Linked DNA regions of Mus musculus: region 1 is linked to region 2. Evidence: chromatin contacts called from public HiChIP or PLAC-seq data. All regions are on one chromosome and are shown on one strand. The core of a region is the stretch at or near the end of the contact, and the rest is flanking DNA. Distances in the headings are between cores, read along the strand shown.

The links. HiChIP or PLAC-seq counts read pairs in DNA pulled down with a chosen protein or histone mark.
Region 1: an H3K27ac HiChIP or PLAC-seq map of microglia shows a contact between it and region 2, with 6 times the contacts expected there. The contact joins two enhancer-like sites. A contact is called at or near these places in 1 of 115 datasets of contacts at active chromatin or transcription factors (microglia) and 1 of 9 other capture datasets (adipose tissue).

Annotation. Positions count from the first base shown.
Region 1 is chr14:73,468,966-73,475,837 of GRCm38.p6, forward strand. It overlaps Gm35450 (a long non-coding RNA gene), which reads left to right and starts at 5,373. Exons shown (of 3, transcript XR_383586.3): 1 at 5,373-5,398; 2 at 6,200-6,258; 3 at 6,605-6,844. Within about 2 kb of position 1,731, at least 26 of the 459 cell types and tissues checked have an H3K27ac peak or open chromatin away from gene starts, as enhancers often do. A contact at or near this core is called in microglia, where this site is marked.
Region 2 is chr14:73,172,817-73,179,225 of GRCm38.p6, forward strand. Rcbtb2 (regulator of chromosome condensation (RCC1) and BTB (POZ) domain containing protein 2) reads left to right here. Exons shown (of 15, transcript NM_001170694.1): 11 at 907-1,097; 12 at 1,574-1,700; 13 at 4,179-4,318; 14 at 5,617-5,747. Among named protein-coding and RNA genes, the nearest start is that of Gm52109, 9.5 kb to the left of the region's middle. Within about 2 kb of position 3,250, at least 110 of the 459 cell types and tissues checked have an H3K27ac peak or open chromatin away from gene starts, as enhancers often do. A contact at or near this core is called in microglia, where this site is marked.

The DNA of each region.
Region 1 (6,872 bases), core at 481-2,980, 290 kb after region 2:
AAACAAACAAGAACAACAACAACAAAAACCCCACTTGTCAGCAGACCAAATCTTAACAGGTAGTGTTGTCAGCCAGATATGGTTGAAATGATTTATTTTGCAAGATTAAAAAAATACATATTGAAAAACGGTTGGGATGTCTTCCAGAGCCTTGAAAATGATTTGTACAGATGGGGCCTCAAATCTTATGCTTCGGGGTCTTAAGCTAAATCTCACTTCCTTTCTGCTGTCTGTGTTGATAGATGTTTCTAAGTGGATTCCAAAAGAGGGTATCCCATCCATGATACTGTCTTCTCTTCCCAAGGTCTTGACGACACAGTATACTTTCATGGTGCAGATTTGAATAAAGCAGAGCAGCCAGGCAAAGGTGGTCATCACCACTCCCAAGTTCCCAGGGGATCTATCTCTTTTTCTGTGAACTTTGTTTGTTTTGTTTGCTCTTTTCGGAGTACGAACTGTCCTTTTCTTATTGATTGCTAGGCAGACTTCATATATTGGTAGATTAGTCTTGTTATCTCAATAAGCCTTGCAAGTCTCCTTTCGTCTCTTTTGCAGTTGAACCTGATGGGCTCTCGGGAAATGAGAGAAGGTAAGTTGTGTTACTTGCCGCTGGGAAGAAGACCGCTGGGAGGGATTGCAAAGCAGTGCCCTCCTTAATGAAAGCTTTGGGACTAGCTGGGGAGTGGGTACGTATTCTCAAAGGAAAGCATAAGGCGTGCGTGGGAGGGTGTTTCTGAGCATGCTCAATTCAAGGCATATGGCACATTTCAAAATGGACAGATGGCAGACTCAAAGGCTTTGCAGTAGAGGATTTAACATCATACTGAGCAAAGTTTGCTCTAGGCAGACTGAAAGAATGTGTCAGGGAGACTCAATGACCTTGGCTTATTCCTTTCAAGTTTTCCAAAGAATTTTACATAAAACAAAAAAAAAAGGAAAGACTTGGTAGACTCATTAACAATATTTAAAAGGGGTAGCAGCTTTCTCTGTTAGAAATGTAATCATTTGTCCCTAAAGTGTCCAGCCCCTGCCTCACTTCAGGGATATCTGTATTTTATCTTTATCTATATCTGTATCTATCTGTATCTGTACTGTATCTCTCTCTCTCTCTCTCTCTATATATATATATATATATATATATATATATATATATATATATATGATACATATATATATATATGAAATATTATATTTCTTCTAGAAATTTTGTAGAAAAAAAGGTTTTCCCTACTTCAAGGCTGTAAATAAATTCTTCTATATTTTCTAATGAACTAGTATTTGATATCATTATACTAAAGATTTCATATTTTACCTCTGAATCTTTGATCCATATGGTTGGATAACTTTTAAACAGTGATGGTTTATTTGAAGGTTTTTTAGGGCTTGAGGAAAATGGAATTATTCAAAGAAAAGCATTTGCTCTTAAGGTGTTCCTTTAAGATAAAATGAACATCTAATTAGAGTATAAGACATATACAGACAAGGACACCACGATGAAACCCATTACCTTGTATGCAAACCTAAAACGTTAATTTAAAACTTAATTTGGTTTCTTCAATCAGCTGATATTTACTGGATACCTATTGTGTGCTGAGCCATGAAACATCTCTGTGCGGAAAAATACAAGCCTGAAAACGAACTAGTTCCAAATAAAGACGAGTCCACTCTTAGAAGCAGAAGTAGAAAATAAACCGTGTGCTCAGTACAGCCCAGAATAAAATGCCTGCGTCTCCCAGCTGCCTTCGTATTTACAGCACTGCCGAGAGATGCTCTGCCTCCACAGCTGGGGCCACACACCTTCTGGGCAGGAACTCGCTCTTGTGAGCATGAGCAGACTTCCTTTATAGCACAGGTGCTTATTGTCCAAGAAAAGATCAAGTGTTCTTCGGGGCTGGAAACACCCACTAGGCCCTGGTGTTCAAGGACTTCTCTGCTCACATTCCAGACATGTCCAAACCAAACCTCACCCAGAGAAGTTGCCCTGAATTTCAATGCAACCTGTCAGTAGCTCTAGGGTTAAGAGACTATACCAAGTAGGGGCTGGTAAGGGAAGATACAAAGTGGAAGGTAAGAGAATGAGCAAGCCTGGGTCTAAATGACTCAATGACACTGCAGGGGTTGGACTTACTATCAGGCCATACAGGGGATTTTTGCTAAAAGTAGACTTCAGAGACTCTGCCTATCAATAAGCGGGTAACTGAAATGCTATGTTCATTTGCTTGGGACTCTTTTCATTAACTGTGTATCAAAATACTGTACTGTACATCCAATATTTATATAAAGATATTCCCAAAACCCTATTCACAATGATCCTGTAATAGTTGTTATGTAATACTTTGTGTGATACTTTGACTTGAACTAATATTTCCTCAATATCCATCATTAACGAAAGTTCACCATTTGCCAGTGTCAGTGATGTGGGTCATTGCTCTTTCTTTGCTATTTAGCAGAGCTCTTTGAGCAGATTTAGGACCTACAACTAATTTGCTACCAAGGATAAATGATGTCTCTGAAGCAAGATCAGGAACTAAAGAACCGGTATGAGACCCAAAAGGTACCTTTGAGGTCTTCAGGCTCAACCCCATATTTTAAAGATAAGGTATCGGCTCAGGCCCAGAGAACCCTGAACTTAATGACAAGTTACCCTTGTTTATCTCATCATCACCTCCATAAGTAAAAAGGCTTCTGAGCCCTCTCTCTTAATTGTATTTAACTCACATGGTTACTATTTAGTTTTGATTATTTTTTTTAATGTGTGTTAAAAGCAAGAGGGGTTGGTTATCATTGTAAGTCTATGAACAGGAGGATAGCCACTGCCCACTGGCAGCAAGATTATCAGAGTAAAGGTTGGGATTAGTGCTAGACAGAGCCCATCATGGTTCGCACTCAGGCTGTGTGACTGTGGCCTGGTCGCCTGACTTTTCTGAGCCTCAGTAGCAATCATCTCGCAGGAGACTGAAGAATATCATGTGGAGCTGCTGAGATGGTTCTGCACATACAGATGCTGGCAGCAAAGCCTGGAGGCCCAAGTGCAATGACAGGAATGCATGTGATAGAAATGGCACTTGCACACACACACACACACACACACACACACACACACACACACACACACAAGCACACACAAATACATACAAACACACACACAAACACACACACACAAATACATACAAACACACACAAACACAAACACACACACACAAATACATACAAACACACAAACATAAACACACACACAAACATACACACAAATACATACAAACACACACAAACACAAACACACACAAACACACACAAACACACAAATACATACAAATACACACAAACACACACACAAACACACACACGTACACATGCACACACTATGTATATGTATATGTGTACACATTTCCCAGGTTACCAGAGATAATTTATTTCTACGGCATGGCACCTTTCCAAGTCCACAGTGGTAGAGACCTCATCCCCAGCGGGGGACTGGAGTTGCTGAATCAGCAGCTCCAACAAAGGAAAGGGAAGCAGAGTTAATTTAGGGGAACCATTTCAGAATAAACAGCTAGATTTACAAGGTGTATCTCCAAGAGCGCTTTGATGCCTGCGTTTGGAGAGTAAGGGGATGGAATAATTGACGTCTACGCTGGCAGATCAAAGCAACCCAAGAACTGCCGGCCACGCAATGAAACCCTTCTCACTTTTTCTACATTCAGTGTGCATATTTTGTAACCATAATAATAATTTGTCCCTGCACAGGTCCTTTCATCTGGGGAGGAGCTCAGAGCACTTTGAAGATGTTAATAAGAAAAAGACCTGCTAATTAAAGTCACTTAAAAATGAAAAGTCTCTGGGTCGGCAGGAGGGCGTGGATGTCTGCAAGGAGGTGAATAGGGACAAGGCAAAGTGACTTCTATGGAACCTGGGACTTCATGCCCAGCTGCTGGGAGGTGGTGACCCAGAGGTTTGTTGCTGTTGTTTCTTTAATGCTCTGTTGGATTTCATGCAGCAATAAAGTGGCTTTCTCTAGACAATCACAACAGATGTTAACAGAATAATTCAAAAGTCTGTGGCGTTCTTGACGTGAAGAGCACACACTGACCCAGGAGCTTGTGGTAAAAAACACAGAGGAGAGCTATGTTGGACATTTGTAATGAATTTTAACATCATCTGGCAAAGTTGTGAGCAAATCCAGAAAAGCAAGCTTAGAAGGACAACAATTTGTTAGCTCTTGTTGAAATTATTGCTATTAGTGGTTTTTTTATTGTTGTTGTTTTGTTTAAATTAGGTTGTTGCATTTTTTTGAGACAGGATCTCACTAAGTAGCCCAGGCTAGCCTCCAACCTAAAGTTCTTCCTCCTTAGCCTCCTGAGGGCTGGAATGACACTAGCTAGTGTTCCTAACAGCTTTTCTTTTAGAGGGCCCAAGAACCCACAGCGTGTCACACAGCTATCTACAACACCAATTCCAGGAAACCCAAATACATACAGTGCACAAACATATGTAAGCAAAATACCCATGCTCATAAAATTAAAAATGAATAAATGAAATGGAATATAAGTGAATTTAAAACAACAATAACAAACAAAATAAAAAATTTCTGGGCCTTAGGAGATGGCTCAATGTGTAGAAATGTTCACTATGCAAGTCTGGGGACCCAAGTTCAAATCCCCAGCACTCATATTAAAGTCCAGACAGGTAGTAGGAGCAGTTGAAATCCTGGTGTTCCCACAGGAAAATGGGAGGTGGAGACAGAGGACTCCCTCGAAGCTGGAGAGTTCCTGTTTCAAACAAGGTGAAAGGTGAAGACACACTGACCCAGGAAGTTGTCTTCTGACCTCCAGTGTGTGTGTCATGACACTCTCTTATCTACATTCACTTACATGAGTGTGTGTACGTGCACAGCACACACACAGTTCAGATGTCAGGGCTGTGCTGCTGTTGGCCTGTAATACCAGAGACTCGGGAGACAGAGGCAGGAACTGCAGAGTACTGTGTGACTTAACCAGACAGTCCCAAAGCTAAAAAGGAAATTAAAAAGATGTAGCTTGGGGTAAAGTGTTTGCCTGGTTTACACAGAACCCCTGGTTTACTCTGCAGTACTGCCAATAAATAAACAAATATAAACAAATACATTAAGAGAGAGAGAGAGAGAGAGAGAGAGAGAGAGAGAGAGAGAAACTCCTCATTGACTTGAAGTCTGCATTTGTTGGGCAAGTGACCTAATATCCCAAATTTCTCAATAGAACAAAGTCTCCTTTTTTCAAAAGAAAGCATTTGGCCAACTCAAGCCAGCTCCCTGGGGCATCTCCCCTGGGCACCTTTCCAGGGCCTGGCTTTCTAAACTTGGTATATTAATGGACTGAGACAGTCTCCCCAGCTGACTCTGGAAGCTGTCAGAATCTTGCTGGTAACTTCTAGACTTTTCTGGTTTCTCAAGAGGCATCAACACTTTTCAGCTGTAAATCAGTTTCCATCAGAATTCAAGCAGACAGCTTCCCTGGCCCTGGGATCCCTTCTTTTTTTTTTTTCCTCTCTGGTCTGCTAAGTTCTCAGTTGCCTGAAACCCCTGTTCCCCTGGAGACGGTCAGAAATAGCAGGCTACCTGGACCAACTTCTTCAATGGTCTCATAGCTAACTAGCTAGCTAGCTAGCTAGCTACCCAGACCAACTTCTTCAAAATTCATCCTCTTGATTTAATCAGCAGGGCGGGGGTGGGAGGTGGGATCTGTTTCCCACAGTTTGTGTAGGCTGGCTTGCTGCCAGTGTGCTTCAACTGAAAGAAAACACTTTGAAATAGAAGGGCAAGAAGAAAATTGTGGAAATAACGAGAACCTGTCTTGCTGAGGTCTGGCCTGGGTTTTTTGTTTGTTTGTTTGTTTGTTTTTAAAACTGGGGCTGATTCGAGACTAGTCTTGGTTACACAAACTTGCCTGCAATTCTGGAGAAGGGAGAACACCCTCTGGTGGTAAAAATCTATATCTGCACCGAGTCTCCTACATTTCTTTGCACTTGGACTCAGCTACACGTGCCTACGTTTGTACACAGATATCTACATGTAAAGAAGCTGACTCAGTCTTACCCTTGAATGACACAGAGAGGCACAGCACTAGTAGGCCGGCTCCTGCTGAAGACCTCTTTTATCCTGGGTTCTTGTGTAATGCATTATGCAAATTTGAATTCTGAAATTTATCATATTGTTTCATTATAGGAAAAGATGCTTATCGTGACACGGTATCCAGAACCACACCTGGTTTCTGCATGCCCTTTGTGAGTGATGAATTTTGCTTATGGCTGTGTTTGTTTCAGGTCCATTTTGTTTTTCAAAAGATTTTTGTTTCACTTTTTTAAAAATCCCATTTTATTTAGTTAGTGTGTGTCTGTTCATGTGTGCATGCAAGAATGTGTGTGTGCGCGTATGTGTGCTTGTGCAAGCAGGTGTGTGGGAGGGGTGTCTCTCCTTCTACCGTGCAGGTCCAGGGGCTCAAATTCAGCTTGTCAGATTTGGCACGAAGCACCTCTATCCATGGAGCCATCTCCCCAGTCCTGATGTGAGATTTGTTTGATGTTCCTAGTGTGGTTCCCTTCTGTTTTAATATTCAGTTTGCATCCATAGCCAGGCTCTCCAGTCTCCCCGTCAGTGCTGCTCCACAGGTCTCAAGCTGATCAGCTGCGTGGAACATGTTCAAAACAGATGCTCAGGCTGTGCTCTCCGGAGCCCTGGGTGGAACGTTCCCTGGAAGTCAGAGTTCCTGTGGGTGCTGACCACTTGCCTTCTTGAGGCTCCTTTGGCTTTTCCTTTTGGGAATAATGCCAGAGAGGTCACTGTTTCCAGTTCGGAATATTCCTTTCAGTCTTTGTGAGACTGAGAACTTTGTGAGAAC
Region 2 (6,409 bases), core at 2,000-4,499:
GCATAGAGTGGAGGCCCTGCTGTGCTGATTGCTGTACCAGACACTGTGCCCAGCACATATGGGGATCCACTCAGTATATCGCATCCTTTTAGTGTGCAGAAGGCCAGGAGCCAGCAGGGTAAGGCATCCTCTTGGCATGCAGGAGGCCTGGAATCCCTTCAGTAGATTCTGTCAGCATGCAGAAGTCCCAGGGTTGCTCTCTGGCATTAAAACAACAAACTATTGAGTTCATTGTACAGAGCAGAAGCCAGGGTGACTTTTCAGCCCTCTCCTTGTAAAGTACCTGATGGTTTGGTTTTGGTGACAGGGACAAGCCCAGGGCAGTTTTCCTGCTGAGCTAGTTTATGTATAGAACCCCATCCTACCTTGAGATTTTATGCATTGACCCAGGTAAGATGATCCATGTCTTTATCTAGTTAGTAATGCTTTTAAGGGTTAAACATTGCATGTTTGTTTGTTTGTTTGTTTGTTTGTTTTTCTAGACAGGGTTTCTCTGTGTAGCCCTGTGTAGTCCTGAAACTCACTCTGTAGACCAGGCTGGCCTCGAACTCAGAAATCTGCCTGCCTCTGCCTCCCAAGTGCTGGGATTAAAGGCATGCGCCACCACGCCCAGCTTAAACATTGCATTTTTAACTCAAAGTAAGATGGCATATATTTTTAAGACCTACTGGTAATCAATAGATCCTCATGTTATAAATGCCACCAAAGTATGGTTCCAGCATTTGGTGGCTGAAAGTTTAGGAAGTGAGTTGTCCAAGTCTTGCTTTGTTCTTTCTGTTCCTTGGGCCTATCCACCTCTGTCAGCTAGTTAGTCGGCACAGTCTGAGTCAAGTGCACTCGGGGAAGGAGAGGCCAGCTCTTGTCCTCCTGTTAATGTGCCTCTGTGGCATTTGCTTGTGAATTTAGAATCATAGAGATTGCAGCCTGTCACTCTGCCCACACATCTGCTGCCAAGACACAAGGTGGGCACGTGTACATGTGGGGCCAGTGCCGGGGCCAGTCGGTGATCCTTCCACACCACACTCACTTCTGCTGCACCGATGACGTGTTTGCCTGCTTCGCCACCCCGGCTGTCACCTGGCGCCTTCTCTCCGTGGGTAAGCTTGTCCTTTCCCTCTTGGGACAGTTCTGAGAACGAGGAAGAGGAAGGTACTTTTGCTGTGCGACCTTAGGACTTGGGTACAGGATCTAATGAACCTCTTTCTGGGAGCCCTTGGGGAGGGGAACTAAAACTATTGGAAACTAACACAATACTAATTAGAGGTAATTTGATTTGATTGCTTTCAATCTGAAAGCTGTCTTTCAGATAAAAAATATATCTAGAAACAGTCTAGACATTCGGACATCTTAAATCTGATTCAGTTAGTGAAACAGTTGGGAACATTTTTGGCTTTGGCAAGTTTACAATGAATGTTCAAAGGCGTGAATCCATACCCAGAGGCAAAAGCCTTGTATAGCTGTCAGTTGTTTGGGGGATTCAGCATTTCTGGAATGCCCAGCGAGTAGGGGCCTCCTCCTTGCCGTCATGTTCAACTATGACTGAACCCAGAAGCACTGTGTTGCTTTCCCTTAGAACCTGACGACCACCTCACTGTGGCCGAGTCTCTGAAGAGGGAGTTTGACAACCCTGACACTGCAGACCTCAAGTTTCTGGTTGATGGAAAATACATTTATGCTCACAAAGTCCTTCTCAAAATTAGGTAAGAGTGGGCCTCTGTGGGCAAGAGTGTCTAATGATCCCTGGGACCCAGATGGTGGGTAGGCAGATAGAGCTGGCTCCCATTCATGTCCTCTACATGCCTGCTGTTGTGGGTGTATGTCACACTAAATAGATGTTTAAAATAATTCGTAAGAGCTGGTCTCTTTTGAGGAGTGAAATTAATTCATTTATCAATCACTTCAGATATCCTGACTCTTGAGTAAGGGAACTGTGCCAGACACTTGAGTAATTAAGAGGCAGCTCTGATGAGGCTGTTTGTGCCCTTAAAGCACACAGTGTCAATGGGGTAGGAGTGGGGGAATGAGACAAGATGTGGAAGGCAAGGTGGGCCACAAGTACTGGGTTTGTTCAGGGAATAAGCCATGGAAGTTCTGGCTGTAGCTTAGTGCTGAATAAATAAGTTTTGCCCTTGGAACAGAGCCAGATGCTCTGATTTAACTTTACTGCCTGGGGCCTGAACACAGCCCTGCAGACAGCCCTGCAGACAGCCCTGAACACAGCACTGCAGACAGCCCTGAACACAGCCCTGCAGACAGCCCTGAACACAGCCCTGCAGGCAGCCCTGAACACAGCCCTGCAGACAGCCCTGAACACAGCCCTGCAGACAGTCTTGAACACAGCCCTGAACACAGCCTTGCAGACAGTCCTGAACACAGCACTGCAGATAGCTCTGAACACAGCCCTGCAGATAGCCCTGCAGACAGCCCTGAACACAGCCCTGTAGATAGCCCTGCAGACAGCCCTGAACACAGGCCTGCAGACAGCCCTGCAGATAGCCCTGAACACAGGTCTGCAGACAGCCCTGAACACAGCCCTGCAGACAGCCCTACAGACAGTCCTGAACACAGCTGGATTCGGATACAGCCATGCTGGAGAAAAAAAAAAGTGGTTTTTCCAGACCAAGAAGGACCTGGGTGATGCCAACACAAAAATGTTTTAAATCACACTTCTTACATTTACATTTATAAATGTAAATAAATTACATTTATTTATGTGAGCAGTGCATGATATTCACCTTATCTTTGTTCCATGTCACAGTCTATGAAGCCACCACCCTACCTTCAGATAGAAAAATCTGTCCTTCCCCAAAGATCCTAAGTCCCATACTGAGCAGCCAATGATTTTTTCCTTTCATACACACTACGCATGTTCTAGAAGCTCATATGTATGAAATTATATAGCATCTCTTCTTTCCTGCCTGCCTCTTTCCTTCCTAACATGATGATCTGGGACTGTGTTGCCACTGTGTCAAAGATATTGAAACCCTCTTTCCGTGACTCAGAAACCCAATATGGTATTTTGGTCTCAAGTTCCCATTCTGAAAGGTCACATAGTGCCACCTGGTTCACTCTCACCACGGAGCCTCTACTTTCACGAAGGAAATGGGGGTTTAGTTTACTGTGACAGAGCAAACACTGAACACGCTCAGCCTACACCATGACAACGCACTTTATCATATGAGCAGTATGGTGTTTTCTCTGAGGCAGGGAGAAGAACCAGGCCTACACTTGAGCTTGTGGTGGTCTGTGGCAATCTTCCTCTTTCTGAGGCATGACACGTAGCATTCTCCGAGTCTGCCTGTGTCCCAGGCTTCTCCTTTGTCTGATTGCCTTGGGGTCTACCACAGTGACTTGGCTTATGATGATTTTTGTAAAGAGCCTGTCTTCACATAAGTTCACATTGTCGGTTACTAGGAACTTTTAGGGACATAATTCAGACAGAATGGAGTAAAGAGACATAATTAATCAGTTATAAAAACAATACTTATCAGTAAAGACAGTGTGAGAAGGAGGCCAGAGATCCCCCGTCTCCCCCAGTCCAGCAGGCTGCATTGTAAAGTCAGCTGCTGGGCCGCCCACAGCAGCAGCAGTAGGCTGCAATGTAGAGTCAGATGCCTGGGCCACCTGCAGCAGCAGCAGCAGCAGCAGCAGCAGGCTGCATTTGCAGTCTTGCCGATTAGGCAATTGAAAAGCAAGGAGCCAAGGCAATGACAAGGTTTTTGGCAGTGTTCTGTGCCTGTACGAAAATGCCTGAGATAAGTAACTGACATAAAGGTTATTTGCTTACTTGGTGCGGCTGAACTGTAACTCCAGCTTGAAAGCTTACCCTGGCTTGGGGTTGATTTGGAGGTTTTGTTTGGGGCCTCCTGAAAAGCACCATATCTTGGTGGGAACTGCCTACTGGAACCACCCTACTACTGTCACAAATCAGGGGTCAAAGAGGAGCTTGGTCTCCATAAGTCCCCTTCAGTGCATTGCCCCAGTGATAGACCCCACACTAAGTTCCCTTCTCTAACCCTACCTCTTAAAGGTTCTACCACCTCCTATTATTGCTACCCTGGGACCAAGTTTTGACAGACTAGCAAACAGGAAAGGTATACAGCTTCAAGAGAAAGTCCTCAGGTAGTCCCTTGACTCCAGTCTAGAACCTGGGCTATGATCTTCCTTTCTTCTTTCAGGTGTGAACATTTTCGTTCTTCATTAGAAGACAGTGAAGACGATATTGTAGAAATGAGCGAGTTTTCGTATCCTGTGTTCCGAGCTTTCCTGGAGTATCTATACACAGATAACATCAGCCTATCTCCTGAGGAGGCAGTAGGTAATCATCAGAGACCTTACCACCAAGTTGGCAAATGTTGAATAATTAGGAAGGTGGCTTCTTTCCAGGCCAGGAGACAGACACTGCGATGTTTGCAGGAGCTCTTCTGGTGATGTTGAGCCTGCGCTTTTCTCTTTTTGGTCCTTGGATGTAGCATTTGCCTTTTCTCAGACTCTGCCACTGAGCTACACCCTCAGGCCCAGAACGCAGACTTCCCTTGTCACTACTACATATGAAGGTTGAGTGGGTAGCTCTAGTAAGAGGTCAACATCGATCACCACTGGAGCATCACAGGCAAGCATGGAAGGAAGGGCAGATGGCGAATCTTGTCTGTGAATGCAGAGCCCTAGAAGATCTCTTTGTCATTGCCCCAGAGTAGATCAAGGCCATGTCTGCTACACTCGGCTGTGAAAGTGGGCATTTTAGGTAACTCAGTTAAACATTTCACAATCTGAAATCTATTATATAGGTAATAGATTTTTTTTTTCATTTGGAGAAATCAATGAATAAGAATGTGAGGGTTGAAGACCAGGTCATGCCCAGGGAAAATAGCCTAGCCAAGAGAACAAAAGAAGAGCCACTGATTAAAGAGAAAAGAAACATTAGCAAGTAACAGAGTGCCCGGGGTCAGAGCATGTATGTCCCCACAGTACACTCTGGGTGAGTATTGAATAAGAGGACTCCAGATCAGTCTTTGAATTTGGCACAGTGAAGCCCATTTATGTGTGGGAAGACTCAACCGTGGGGCAGCTTCAGACAGTGGCAAGTGAGAGCGACAGCTAATGAGACTGCTCTCTGAGAGACTGCTCTCCAGGAGTGATGCTGAAGCGAAGCGGGGCAGAAAGATGGGTTGGAGGACAGGAGGCAGATGTGCCCACGACAGGGGATTCCTTTGTGTTATCTGGTGCTGGAACTGAAGGCAGGCTTGGCCTGCTGAGCTTGTGCACTGTGTCACTGCCCACTCCCAACCCAACCGGCTTTCTTTTTAATTCCGTGACAACATGTGTGCTGGTGGGCGTGGCCTCCAAAGATTCTGCTGACCCAGGAGAGGGGAATTCAGAGAAACACAAACCTGTTTCATTTCTAGGAAAAATTATTCAAGCCATTCTGATGTTAACTCCTATCCGTTGTCAGTGTCAGCTCAGCTCAGCTGTCTTCCCGGGGTGCTGTGAAGGCGGCTTCAGAGTTGCAGAGCTCATTTTGCCCGACGGATGGAAGCCCTTCACAGCCCTCTGAGCACTGCACCTCAATGGTCAGGCGCTCAGAGCGCACCCACAATACATTCTCCTTTCCATCAGGGTTGCTAGATCTGGCTACATTTTACAGTGAGACTCGGTTGAAAAAGCTCTGTCAACAAACTATCAAGCAAGGAATCTGTGAGGAGAATGCTATTGCTCTGCTCTCTGCTGCTGTCAAGTATGATGCCCAGGTAAGAAAAGCATCTTCCAGTGAGCCACTAAAAGTAACGTGTAGCTAGATGAAAATGGAACATACAGAAATAAAGTCTTAGAGAACTTATGTGACTATAATGGCATCAAACGTGTCTCAGGAACATTAGAAGAAGACACTGTGAAAGGCCAGGAGACCTAATTTCCAGTGATTAAAATCTTTCTACATCAAGCATGAAATGACTCTCAGGCCGAGCCTCACAGTGTGAGTTCAGGACCCACATATGGAAGGAGAGAACTGTCTCCAAATTGTCCCCGAGCTCCATACATGTGCTGTGACATGCACCATGGACAAGCTCCATACATGTGCTGTGACATGCACCATGGACAAGCTCCATACATGTGCTGTGACATGCACCATGGACAAGCACACACACACACATAAATTCACAAGTAAGTTAAATGACACATTGAGAAAATGTTTTCATAACATACAATAAAGCAAGTTCTTCATAGAAAAAAATGAAAAGAAAATATGGGCAGTTTGACTGGGAGAAAAATGAACCAAAGAACGAATGGCAAACATAATGAATGAGAGAAGCAGGAGATGATTCTGTCCTTAAAGAGCACATACTCGCACGGGGCGATCAGACGTGGTTTGTATTTCCTTCTCCTTGCTCTCTTCCTGAACTTTCTGCAGTGG